Regions from separate parts of the Rattus norvegicus genome. Here regions 1 and 3 are each linked to region 2. A link is a contact called in public Hi-C data. All regions are on one chromosome and are shown on one strand. The core of a region is the stretch at or near the end of the contact, and the rest is flanking DNA. Distances in the headings are between cores, read along the strand shown.

Region 1 (3,716 bases), core at 818-3,317, 160 kb after region 2:
CCTCGCAATCACCAATGCTTGTGATTCATTTCTGTCCCGGTTATTTTGCTCTCCTACAGCCACAGAGGATATTAATACCCTTCTTCCTCCAAGAAAAGGGCGAGATATGGCTTCTATGCTAGCTTGTGCTTCTAAGAGAGATGTGAAGGAGTGGCATATGTCGTTGTGCTGTGAGGTACATGAAGTCTACAAGTTCTCTAGCAGGATTCTCACATTTGAGCGAACATGTTGCCTAACTTCCTGACCTGGAACTTATACCATTTCAGTTTAAGTAATGGCTCGTCAAGTATTCAACACATTTCTCACTAGGTCCTTGCTTCCCCCCCCCCTTGTCAAAGCAAGAAATGCTACAAATCTGGGTACGCTTTTTAGATTCACTTCTGTTTTACTGCCTCTGTTACATAATGCGATTCATTAATGCTACCAAGAGCTGAGTGTTTGTGTTAGTCCATTTTTTTTTGTGGACTCGGAGACAAATCATTCACAATTTCTATAAAATAACACTGGATGACATTAAGTTAGAGAAGGTGCAGATAAGAAAATTAACATTATGAAGCAACACCCTATTTTTCCTTCTTTATCCTATTCCTGGGGCATTTCCGTATGAAACTCTAATAGCAACTAATGATCCTAAAAATACCATTATGATTCAAACAATTCTGGAACTCTGACAAGAATTCGTAGTAGCTGTCAAAGCCCAGAATAAAACAAATCTGCTGGTGATTTCATTAAAAAAAATAATGTGAGTTTTTTTTAAATCATTTCTTCTCTTAAAAGTCATATTATATCAAACCACTGTACACACTCAGGCTCGGGGGATGAGTTTCCAGGCCTCTCGCATGTTCTAAAGATCTTTTAACGTCTCTCCCAGCGATATTACACAACTTGGAGAGTATGCAAAGAATCAGTTAACTGTCTCTTCACCATCGCCTCTGGGGCAGTACATTATCAGAGCTAATAACACCGAGACTAAAGAGGCATGAAATACTAGATGCAAAAGTTGTTTTACCTATGCAGAAATCTTGCTTGTGTTTTCAAAATCTGGAGTTTTTCTTTAGAACGTAATTTCATGCTCTGGTTTTTCTTTCTTGATGTTCAATAATAATAATAATAATAATAATAATAATAATAATAAAAGATCATTTAAAGGATTTAAAACCTCTGAATACCTGAACCTACAGTCAATTTAGTGGTTATAACGAATGCAAAGTTCAAGTGAAAATTACTACGTAAAGAAGCTGCAGAGTTCCTGGTTTTGCCATTCGTCCATTAGGGTAGCTGATCTTCAGGTTATAATAAAGGTTTGTTAAATGAGATAAGCCTCCAGTTAATAGGTTAGAACTCATATTATTGTCATGGTTATTGATTTTCTTCTTCATTTCGTGTTAGAAACAAATTATACGTGCTCAAAATCCCCATTTTTTAAAATTTCAGGGTGACGCGTATATAACTAAACATATTTCTGTGTAAATGCAACAGCACCCTCTGGAGGTCTGGAACATGAGGAACTTTCATAAATCAATGTCCTCTTTTGTTAACACCACAGATTTTTGTTGACTTGGACATTTAATATTTTGTATCCTGATAATTACATTTGTTTCTTAAAATGATTAAGCGTGTTTAATGCGTATCGGACATTTATTATGATTTGTGTGTGGTGTCTCTGATAATGCTTAGTGTTACCACTCAACCCACAGCTCAGCTGATCTTGGTGATGTTTCTAACTTTCCAATTTTCTATCCTGTCAAAATATTTTTCAGAAAAAGAAACGACAACTTTCATTTCCAAAAAGTCATTAATATGTGGTTATATGTAGGCAACGGAGAACTATTTTTGCCTCCTTTGAAGACTAGATGGAAACAGTGACTTTCATTCTTCCTTCCTGGTCAACAGACGCAGCTGTGGTTTTGAAGCTAAGTTAACGGAGATGAGAGAATATGGAAAGGATCAGAGGTCAAACACATCGGGAAAAATACCCATGAGTCACGGGAACACATTCAAGAACCAAAGTGACTCCTATTATGCTGTAGTAACGTAAATAAATGCTCCCACAGTCCATGGACTCCCTGTTACAGTTCCTCAAAACAAAGGTCTTTTTGAAGTTCAGAGAGATGCAAACAAAGTTGTCCACCCACTATAAAGAAGGGAACGAACATATGACTAATGCTGGGACCGTGGAAATATGCCATTCTTCTTTGAGTAAAGTCCAGAGGATCTTCTCCCAGATGAATTTTCAAGGGGTTGCATCTCAGATTAGTTACGGGCCTAGGAAATAACGCCTAGTGAAGCCCGAGCCTCAGACAAGATGGCCTCTCGGAGGACTAGCTACCATTGGCTGTTGTCAGCAAAGACTGACAACCACATTGCCAGTTTTACACTGAAGTTCTAAATTTGTCAAACAACTCCGTGCAGAGATTAAAGGTAAGAACATGAAACCTACAAAACCAAATGGGATTACAGTCCTGCTTTCCAACTACTTGAATGTGAGCACGTATGTTATTATATACACAGCCATATTAAAACTTGTAGGAGAATACTGAGGCCCAAATGACTAATAGGCAAATGAAGAGAGATGAGCGAAAACGATTTTGTTCTCTGCTTGCCGTCTTGCACTTTCTTCGATTTCTGATTCCTCACTTTAGCCATAAAATAATCTAGAGAAAGGAGCCCAGAACTCTGCCTGCAAACAAAACCGGAAGCTTTAGCTACATTCATTGTTATAGGAACTGAGGATTTTTCAGGCAAAGCATTTGGTTTTAAATCACTTTAGGTAATTTAATTTCCATAAACGGCTAAGAAGGTTTAATTCTGAGGTCTCTGTAAAACATTTGGAGGTATCTAGCACCCAGAAACAAAGACTAATGTCAACGTAATTTTAATTGCTTAACAGATCTTGCCTAGCATCTGTGAGGACTAAGTACTGGTTACCAGGTAAACATTGAGTGAGTCACTTCCTCTTCTAAGATGCTTATAAAGCAGAAATCTGCTCCTCCCTCTCCTCATCTCCCTCTTTATCACACTCTTCCTCGCCCTTTATCTCCATCTCCCCCCCTCCTCCTCCTCCTCCTCCTCCTCCTCCTCCTCCTCCTCCTCCTCCTCCTCCTCCTCCTCCGCAGCACCACCACCACCACCACCGCCGCCATGCCTCTGCTGCCACCATTTTGCAGAAACACGAGACAGATAAAATAGCTTTCTCAGCGTCACACAGCTAGTGAGTGCTGGAGTGATAATGCAAACCCAAGCAATCTAGATTAAAAACTTTGTAGTTAGCCACCGAACAGCTCTGTCACTGTGGGCTTACTTCTGTTACCACTGTCATTGGACAAACTTCACTTCATATTGAATTTCGAAATTTGTCAAATAAACCTATATACCATTAAAATGGTTGTGACAATTTTGCCTATGTAAGTGCAAAAAAGCATGATTTGAAAATTTCCATAAAAACCAAAAGTTGTCAAAAATGATGACTTTGACCACCATATGAATATATGTCTTGGAGTTTCTCAGATTGTTGTTAATATGTGTCTATTTGTATTCACTCTCCCTTCCCTTGGTGGCCATAGCTTCTGGAATAATCATCCTCTCAGTTTCTTGATTTACAGTAGAACGGGAAATTAAGTGAGACACACACACACACACACACATACACACACACACATTCACATACATTCACATGCACACATGCACCCATACACACAAACACACACACACACACA
Region 2 (3,701 bases), core at 600-3,099:
CTTGGTTACTATTTATATACTATCATCTGCCAGGGTCTTTGAAATTTCTGTTTTGCATCAAAGACAAAGCCTTCTTCTCTCTGACTGCTCATTGAGGGTTTCCTGATATGAGAACATAATTAACTCTTTCCTGGCTTAAGTTCTGCATTTTAAAATGTAGGCAGATATGACATAAATGGAGTGCTCAATCCACAGGGTGGCCATTAACTGCACTCCGTTCCTGTAGGTTCTCAATTCAGACCACAATTACTGTCAGGGAATGGCCCGGGAAGCTCCTTCGTGTACGCAAACAGGAATACTATTCATTAAAGAGCACTTTCAATAAAATACAATCTCTATTTTTTAATGAATATTTGAGAAAGAAAATACAATCTTGGGTTCAGAAACCTGCAAGAGGGTTATTATTCTTTTAATAATGTAGACTGTCTCATGTACATATACTGAGAGTTGTAGGGGAAGGAGGCAGAAATGAGACGGCAGGCTTTAACTCAGAGGAAATGAAAACGCAGAGCCACTGTAAACGAAGTCAATGTTAAATAAGGATTTCCTGGAAGCGCCTACAGCAGCCATGGCTTGCTTTGGGTTTTATTGATGTCCCAAGGATGATAGATTCTACTTAAATCTTTGAAACCCAGTTAAATATGAGAACACGAGACACTTTAGAAACTGAAAAACACCATTAGGCTCGTCTAAGCTCTCTACTTCCTTCAAGAATTTATCACTCTAAACCTAGTTCTTTTTTCGTCTAATGTATTTTTAGTTTTAATGATGACCAGTTTTGCATTTATTTTTTTTAGATTGCTGGTTCTGATAAAATGACTAGTTACAGCTTTGTGGAAAATGAAATCAGCGTTGTTTAATGCTCAAGAAAAATGCCTACAGCCTTTTCTCCTTAATAAACTTTAAACATGAATCAGTACTAATAAAAACAAAAGCAAGATTAGAGCTGTACGTAAGGGTAAACATGTACGCTAGGGAAATGAGCTGCGAGGTGGAAGCAGGTTGCTCTAGTGGCAAAGCAGCACCGAGACTTGCCAAGGGCTCCTCAGAGCAAAAGCCCTCTCCAGAGTCTCTTCTTTCACAAAAACATCCCAGGAATTCTACTCCTCAAACAAACCTTCCATTGAAGATCTAAATTGTACTTTCCAAGAAACAATCGGGTCACAGTTCTTTAAAAGAGCGACAAAATAAATACGACGCTAAGGCATTAAGCATGATAAGGGTAAAACGCACCATCTCTCTTAAAGAAAAGGAAAAACACTAATTTAGCATTTTTCTGAAGAAAGCAAGTTTTTCATAAAGGCCTGAATTTATAGTGGGTTGAACAAAACCATCCCGAGTCTCCACAAAAGAAACCAACCGCCGGTTACCCAGTTATCAGCCTCATCCTGGTATTTTTCCACTCATGCCTTAGCTAATAGAACGAGGACTAATTTTAAAGTAAGTTCCCTGAAAACAAATCCTTTTCCGACGTTGGCTTTTCCATTTGGTTTGGTTACCCGTGGAGAGCGTGAATAGACACTTTATTGACCGAATGTTTGGGCATAGGGGCACGGTAGACACGCCTCTCAACATTTCATAAAGCAGGCTGTTTTTCCTCTTGTCGATCAGTGGCAAGGAGAAAAAGAACAGAATTACGGAGACAGCTTTTTGCCCGCGTGTGCCAGTCACGCATGGAGTGAAAGGCATTACCCTTTAAACAATTTGGGAGTGGATGGCGTTAATAGGTAGGACAGATAGTTACAAAGTCCAGATTAACTACAAAGCGCAGAGACATGTGCAAACTTGTTATGCGGTGAAAGGGAACAGACAGAGGCGATTATTTACCGTTCTGGGGACCCAGTTGGAACAGAGCGAGGAGGTTCCGCACAGCAACATTGCCCCCTTTTGGTAAAACAGGGCACACTGTGTTTACCTCACTGGCAGGTGAAAGCATTTCTTCAGGACACAGGAAATTTCCCCAGCAAGAAGAATGACACAAACTAACCCAAAACAGGGCATACAGGAGGAAGGAGATTACTTTTTTGCGTCTAAAAAAAAAAAAACATGACAACAATCTCAACAGTAAAGAGCTGACGGGGACGTGCTAACAAAGAAACGTCCAGACCCAGTCTTTCTGTGATCCCTTTTCAGCGACAGGGGGATTATTTACTCCTTAATTTATCCTTGACAGCTTCAAGTCTTCTCCAATAAAATCAGAATCATGTAGGACTCAGATTGTGACCAAATAAGACAAGAGCTAATTCTTTTCACCGCTCCCTCGCCCCCAATCCCCCAGTGCTTCATATGCAGGCATTCTGTCAGCAGCCAGAGCTGAAGTCACTCAATGGAGCCCTTCAGCCAGCAAGCACTTTGTGCTTTCTGGTTCTAAGGACTCGGCAGTGATTTAGGGCAGCGAAGGGAAGGGGGCTTGATTACATCAACAAAGGGAGGAAGCTGACAAGACAATACACAAAGTTAACCTAATTACTTTTATTCACAGTGAAGGCACACTCACCACTCTATCAATAAGACTAATTTTAGCCTTGTCACCATTTCTAATCTTTCTCTTGTAAGTTAGAGTATGGCTCTTACCAAAGGTCTATTATGGGAGGTTTTTTAATTAAAACTTTAGTTATGTAGATGCCCGACACAAATGCAGATGTCATGAGCCAGTTTAGAATGAGGTGTTATTCTCTCTCCAGAATGTTAAATCATCATCCCTGCTAACCCTAAACATGTGCCCTTCGCTATTTTACAGGCTTAATGTTTTTGAGGGAAGATACCTGTCTTTTATTGATCACAGTCCTTTTAGGGACCAGGGCAAAGCAAGTTCATTGTCTTTCTTTAATAGTTTTTGAGAACATTTACTTCACAAAAAGAGGGAGAACATTGAGACCTGTTTTGTTGTTGTTGTTGTTTCTTTGTTTATTACTCACTAAATAAAATGTCAGGTAAGACAACACCTCTCTGTTAGTGAGTAAAACTAAGTAATCCCGTTCTTGAGGTTTTTTTTTTCCAGCTTTTTTTCACTCTCTTTTCATTCCTGCGACTTAGAAAGTCCACATCACTATGTTAGCATCATTTTCAAACCAGGATTTTTTAAAAGAATTGAAGCAATGCTTAACTCAAATTTTCTTGATTTATGTGCAAGAAAAAAAAAACAAAATGAATAAAAGCAAAAGACAAAAAACCAAGCAAAACCCAAAGGTTTGATTCACTACAGTAGACAAGAATAGTTTTAAATAAAATTTCCAAGAAACCACTTTGAGGTTCTTTCTAACCAATTTGGACTGCCTTAAGCTAGCCTAAGCTCTGACTGAGAAAAGCTTACACACTGTGTTCATATCAGTCACTTAATTTACCTTTGCAGAAACCCGGTGAGGGTGAGGTAGGTAAGGGTCCTGTGATGGCTGGCAGATCTTGTAGACAGACAATGAGACTGGAGGCAGAGAGCTCATGTCTGTCTCACGGGGGGGATGATGAAGGTGCAGGTGAATTGAAGCCTGTCATAGTTCTAAGTTTTGTATGCTTTCATGACTCTCCTGATTTTTGAGACCACGTAAGTTATTTCCAAAAGTACCCCAAACTATAGGGAATGGAACTTTAGCCCAGCAAAGTAGCCTTGTACTAGCATGTAGAGTCTTAAGCTTTGAAATTGAAACTGAACGTGCATCTTTCTATTCATTCTTGATTAGTGATTATGCACTGCAGCATACTCT
Region 3 (3,890 bases), core at 1,034-3,533, 240 kb after region 2:
AGAACAACTTTAAGACTTCAGAACAGGCTGGTTTAATTGGTCGTTGTCATCCTGGGCAAATGAAGAGGTTCCTTAGGTGGTGCCTGTACTCTCTACCTTAGTCACACTTAATTCTGGCCAGGCACAATATTGAGAACTAAAAGGCCAATAATTGGTTAATCCATCTACATCAGCAAGTGGTGAGTAGAACTACCTCGATCCTCCTCGGTTCTCAACCTGAGGATTGCAACCCCTCTGCAGGTCCCATATCAGGTACCCTGCCTATCAGATATTTATAACACAATTCATAACAGTAGCAGTAATGAAGTAGTAAGCGAATGGTTTTTATGGTTGGGGGTCACCATAACTGTGTTAAAGGGTCACAGCTTTGGGCAGGTAGAGAACCACTGCTCCAAATGCTTCCCCTCCTCAATTCAACACATGAGGAGCCAATGTAGAAACCGCGAAGCAGGCTGTTTTTAGATACAGGGAAAGAGAAATAAATGACAATTATATAGTATGATGCAGATTCATCTTCATAAAACTTTAGGAATTCAACTAGATCAAGAGCTTTCTGAGCTCAAAAGAGCTTCGTAGAGCTTAGATGTGGGAGTGGGGGTGGGGGGTGTGTGACTGACAGTGTACAGTCCTCAGAACCACTCTTTCCCTTTCAGACCAAAACCTGCAGATGATCCTGAGGAGAAGAGAGCAGTGTATTTTCTCATAAATAGTACGACATTCTCAAACTACATTTCACATCATGGTAGAGTCTTCTTAAGAGGGCAATGAGCATAGTCAATGGTCAAAGTCAGTTGAACCATTCTGAGCTTAGTAACAGGCACCAGATAATAATAATAATAAAGGCACCCTTTGTCCTTCCAAGGAATTTGTCATGAAACCAGCCCTATCACAGATAGGTTTACCCCGAGGAGCTGACGCTCTAGCATTGCTAACCTAAGATAGCATCGACGTGGACCACCTCAGTGTTCCTTTGACTAACATCCCCCCAAACACTGTGGTGGTAGACATTTTTCAGTCCTAACTTTAGCAGCTACAGGAGGTCCCTGAGAGTTAAAACACCTCTTCAGGAAGTAACTCAAGTGGGTATAACTATGCCCAGGTAATTCAGTCCTTGAATTAAAGAATTGTAGCTGTGTTCTCTATTTTTAGATAACCAAAGGTTCCACGTGCTCCCTGGGACCCATGTGAGTTGATCCAATTTTAATATACAGCGCAGTAAAACCTGTCTCAACCTTCCACCCTTGGGAACAGGGAAGTCAGTTGCTTAGTGGATGCAGTCTTTAACAAAAGGTCAAGCAAAATTGTTCTGGAGACCTTGGGAGGTGCTAAGTAGCTGTTTTAGACTAGGAGCTACTTATAGAAGGGGAGCCCTTCCAGGAGGTGACAACTGGCTGCCTCCATGCAAATGCCATGACCCTACCTTTGCCTCTTTGACCTTTGGCTTTACCATACATCATCCTGCTCCCCGGAATACACAGAGACCTGAATGAAATTTAGATTTGCGTGAGATTATAAATTTAGTAAAAAAAATATTCTTTTTTAAAAATTTAAACCATGAGATCGTATGAATATAATATAAGTCCATTTGAATATAAGTGAAGTCTACCTTCACACAACAACATGTCTTCTGGTGCATAGCCTTGGCTGAGAGGCTGGTCAAGTGAACCAAGGAGCTCCTACCTGAGGCGTGCTTGAACTGTATGTATGTATGTATGTCAGAGGGACGCACAGTCCTCTTTGCAAAAAAACTTTGGACTTTAATTAATTTTTTATTTTGTTTATTTATTTATTTTTTATTTTTTTGTTTTGTTTTGTTTTCAATGTTAAGTAGTTTTTCGAAAGCTCAAACATACAAAACCAAAACATTGCATTAGAAAACCTTCAAAAACCCCACTGACAGGTGCTGGCTGATTATTTTTCAAACATAAGGTTCTACAGTAGCTTAACTTGAAAGCCACAGTAGAGTAAATCTTAAGGTATTTGATCTTCACAAACCTCTTTAGAAGCAATACAGTCTAAGAAAGACTTAAATTAAAATAAAAGTTAGCCAGCCTTTTCACTGATGCAACCTTTGACCAAAGCAGAATTTTGTTGATGGGACAGCTAGATGATCAAGAGATCAATTAATCTCATGAAAACTCAGCCTGCATGGGCCATACAGTCTTTTTATTTTTCGATAAACAGCAAAAGATTAAATGTGGTGCCTCTTAGGGCCAGAAGAAGCAGCCCGGAGATGCATGTGCAGTGCCCCTGTTTCCGGAAGACTTTCTTTTCAACGTTTGGTTTTGGGTCGAGAGAATACTCCATTGTGACTAGTATTTCACAAGCTCTAGTTTAGGAGTCTTGTCTGTCTTGAGAATTGTGTAATGGCATACAGATGTTGACTATTCGAAGGGACTTTTCTCAGTGACGCACAGAAATAACAGAGCAAGCCACCCAGCTTCAAAACACACATAAATTGTCTTTGGGATTCAAAGGAAATCCATTTTTACATACACGTCAACTTTGTTCTTTCTAACCCAAAAGGTATAGTGGAGAGTGTTTGAGGGAAATGATACAGAATAAAGTCTTTTGTCGACCATTTTAAAGTTTGAGTTTCTTGATGGAGATTCAGAATGCAAAGGCGCCATCTCGTGGCTAAAAGAAAAAGTTCGTCAACGAAAGCCTGAGATTTTAAATACCATTCTTTTTCACACTTAACTTTTCATGAAATATTTGTCATGTTTAATTTTAAGCACTTGGTATCTCTCTCTAAAACAGATGGCTAAATGACTTAATACAATTTAAGATTGAATACATCTTTAATATGGTTTATACAAATCTGACTCCAGATTTCAAAGCCCAGCCCACAATAACCATATGAGACAGAGAAAGCTTTCGTCAGGCGTGAAATAAAAATAGCATTTAGCTTTTAAAAAACAGAAAATTTTGTCTTTTATAAATGAAACCTTGCCTATTGATAAACTTTCTATTAGAAATGCAGTCCATTACTTGTGCTAGAAGAAGCGGTAGGGTATTTTTGCACAAAATAAACAAAGTTAAGAGTTAAGAAATTATTTCTAAGGGGAAAATTATATTCTCCCAGTAGAAACTGGAGGAGCAAATCGGATTTTAAAATATTTAGGTGTTAAGATATGAGGCATAAGAACAAATATTTAACAACACCCGAAAGATAATACGAGGCCAATAATCACGGGGTTCTCCCTTTCCTTTCAACACTGATGAATAATATCTGTCGTCTTACACATTACAGCTGAATTACTCCTTTATTGTTGTTCCCATTCTAGAGATGGGATGGCTGAGGTACAGATATATCAAGGGGTTCAAGGTGATAGAACTTGGAATAGGAGAGAAGACTCTGAAAAACGACTGAAACGCCTTTCCTTTTCCCTCCAGGTTAGCGGTTTCCAACCTTCTCAATGCTGCGACCCCGTAACACGTTCCCTCATGTTGTGCTGCTGACACTCAAATTAAAACTAGTTTTGTTGCTACTTCATAACTGTGATTTTTACTACTGTTACGAATCATAATGCAAATAACTGACATGCACGATATCTGATAAGAGATACCCAAAGAGGTCGCAACCCACAATTCGAGAGCCGCAGTTCCAGCGCTTCCTGTTTCCTGAGCTGGGCGTGGAGGCACCACTGGGCTGTATGCACCAAGAAGACGCCATGCATTTCACACCCCGTGAGGTTCTGATTTTGAAGATGAGCTCTAAAGTCAAAGGATCTATGCTTAAGACTCTGCTGATGAATCCACGGACAAAAGCCAGTGTATTCAAATGAGCAAGGCCGTTAAACAAAGAAAGGCAAAATTGCGCCTGTTGTTTTAACTTCCAGTCTTAAACTATCTATCATACCTCACAACCCAATTTCGAAACCTACCCA

The links. A called contact is a pair of places that touch in the nucleus more often than the background predicts.
Region 1: a Hi-C map of Schwann cells shows a contact between it and region 2, with 7 times the contacts expected there. The contact joins two enhancer-like sites.
Region 3: a Hi-C map of Schwann cells shows a contact between it and region 2, with 5 times the contacts expected there. The contact joins two enhancer-like sites. A contact is called at or near these places in 2 of 12 Hi-C or Micro-C datasets (Schwann cells and frontal cortex).

The regions. Positions count from the first base shown.
Region 1 is chr3:62,810,459-62,814,174 of GRCr8, forward strand. No RefSeq gene overlaps it. Among named protein-coding and RNA genes, the nearest start is that of Galnt5, 170 kb to the right of the region's middle. Within about 2 kb of position 2,068, at least 2 of the 93 cell types and tissues checked have an H3K27ac peak or open chromatin away from gene starts, as enhancers often do. A contact at or near this core is called in Schwann cells, where this site is marked.
Region 2 is chr3:62,654,747-62,658,447 of GRCr8, forward strand. No RefSeq gene overlaps it. Among named protein-coding and RNA genes, the nearest start is that of Galnt5, 330 kb to the right of the region's middle. Within about 2 kb of position 1,850, at least 6 of the 93 cell types and tissues checked have an H3K27ac peak or open chromatin away from gene starts, as enhancers often do. A contact at or near this core is called in Schwann cells, where this site is marked.
Region 3 is chr3:62,890,643-62,894,532 of GRCr8, forward strand. No RefSeq gene overlaps it. Among named protein-coding and RNA genes, the nearest start is that of Galnt5, 90 kb to the right of the region's middle. Within about 2 kb of position 2,284, at least 1 of the 93 cell types and tissues checked has an H3K27ac peak or open chromatin away from gene starts, as enhancers often do. A contact at or near this core is called in Schwann cells, where this site is marked.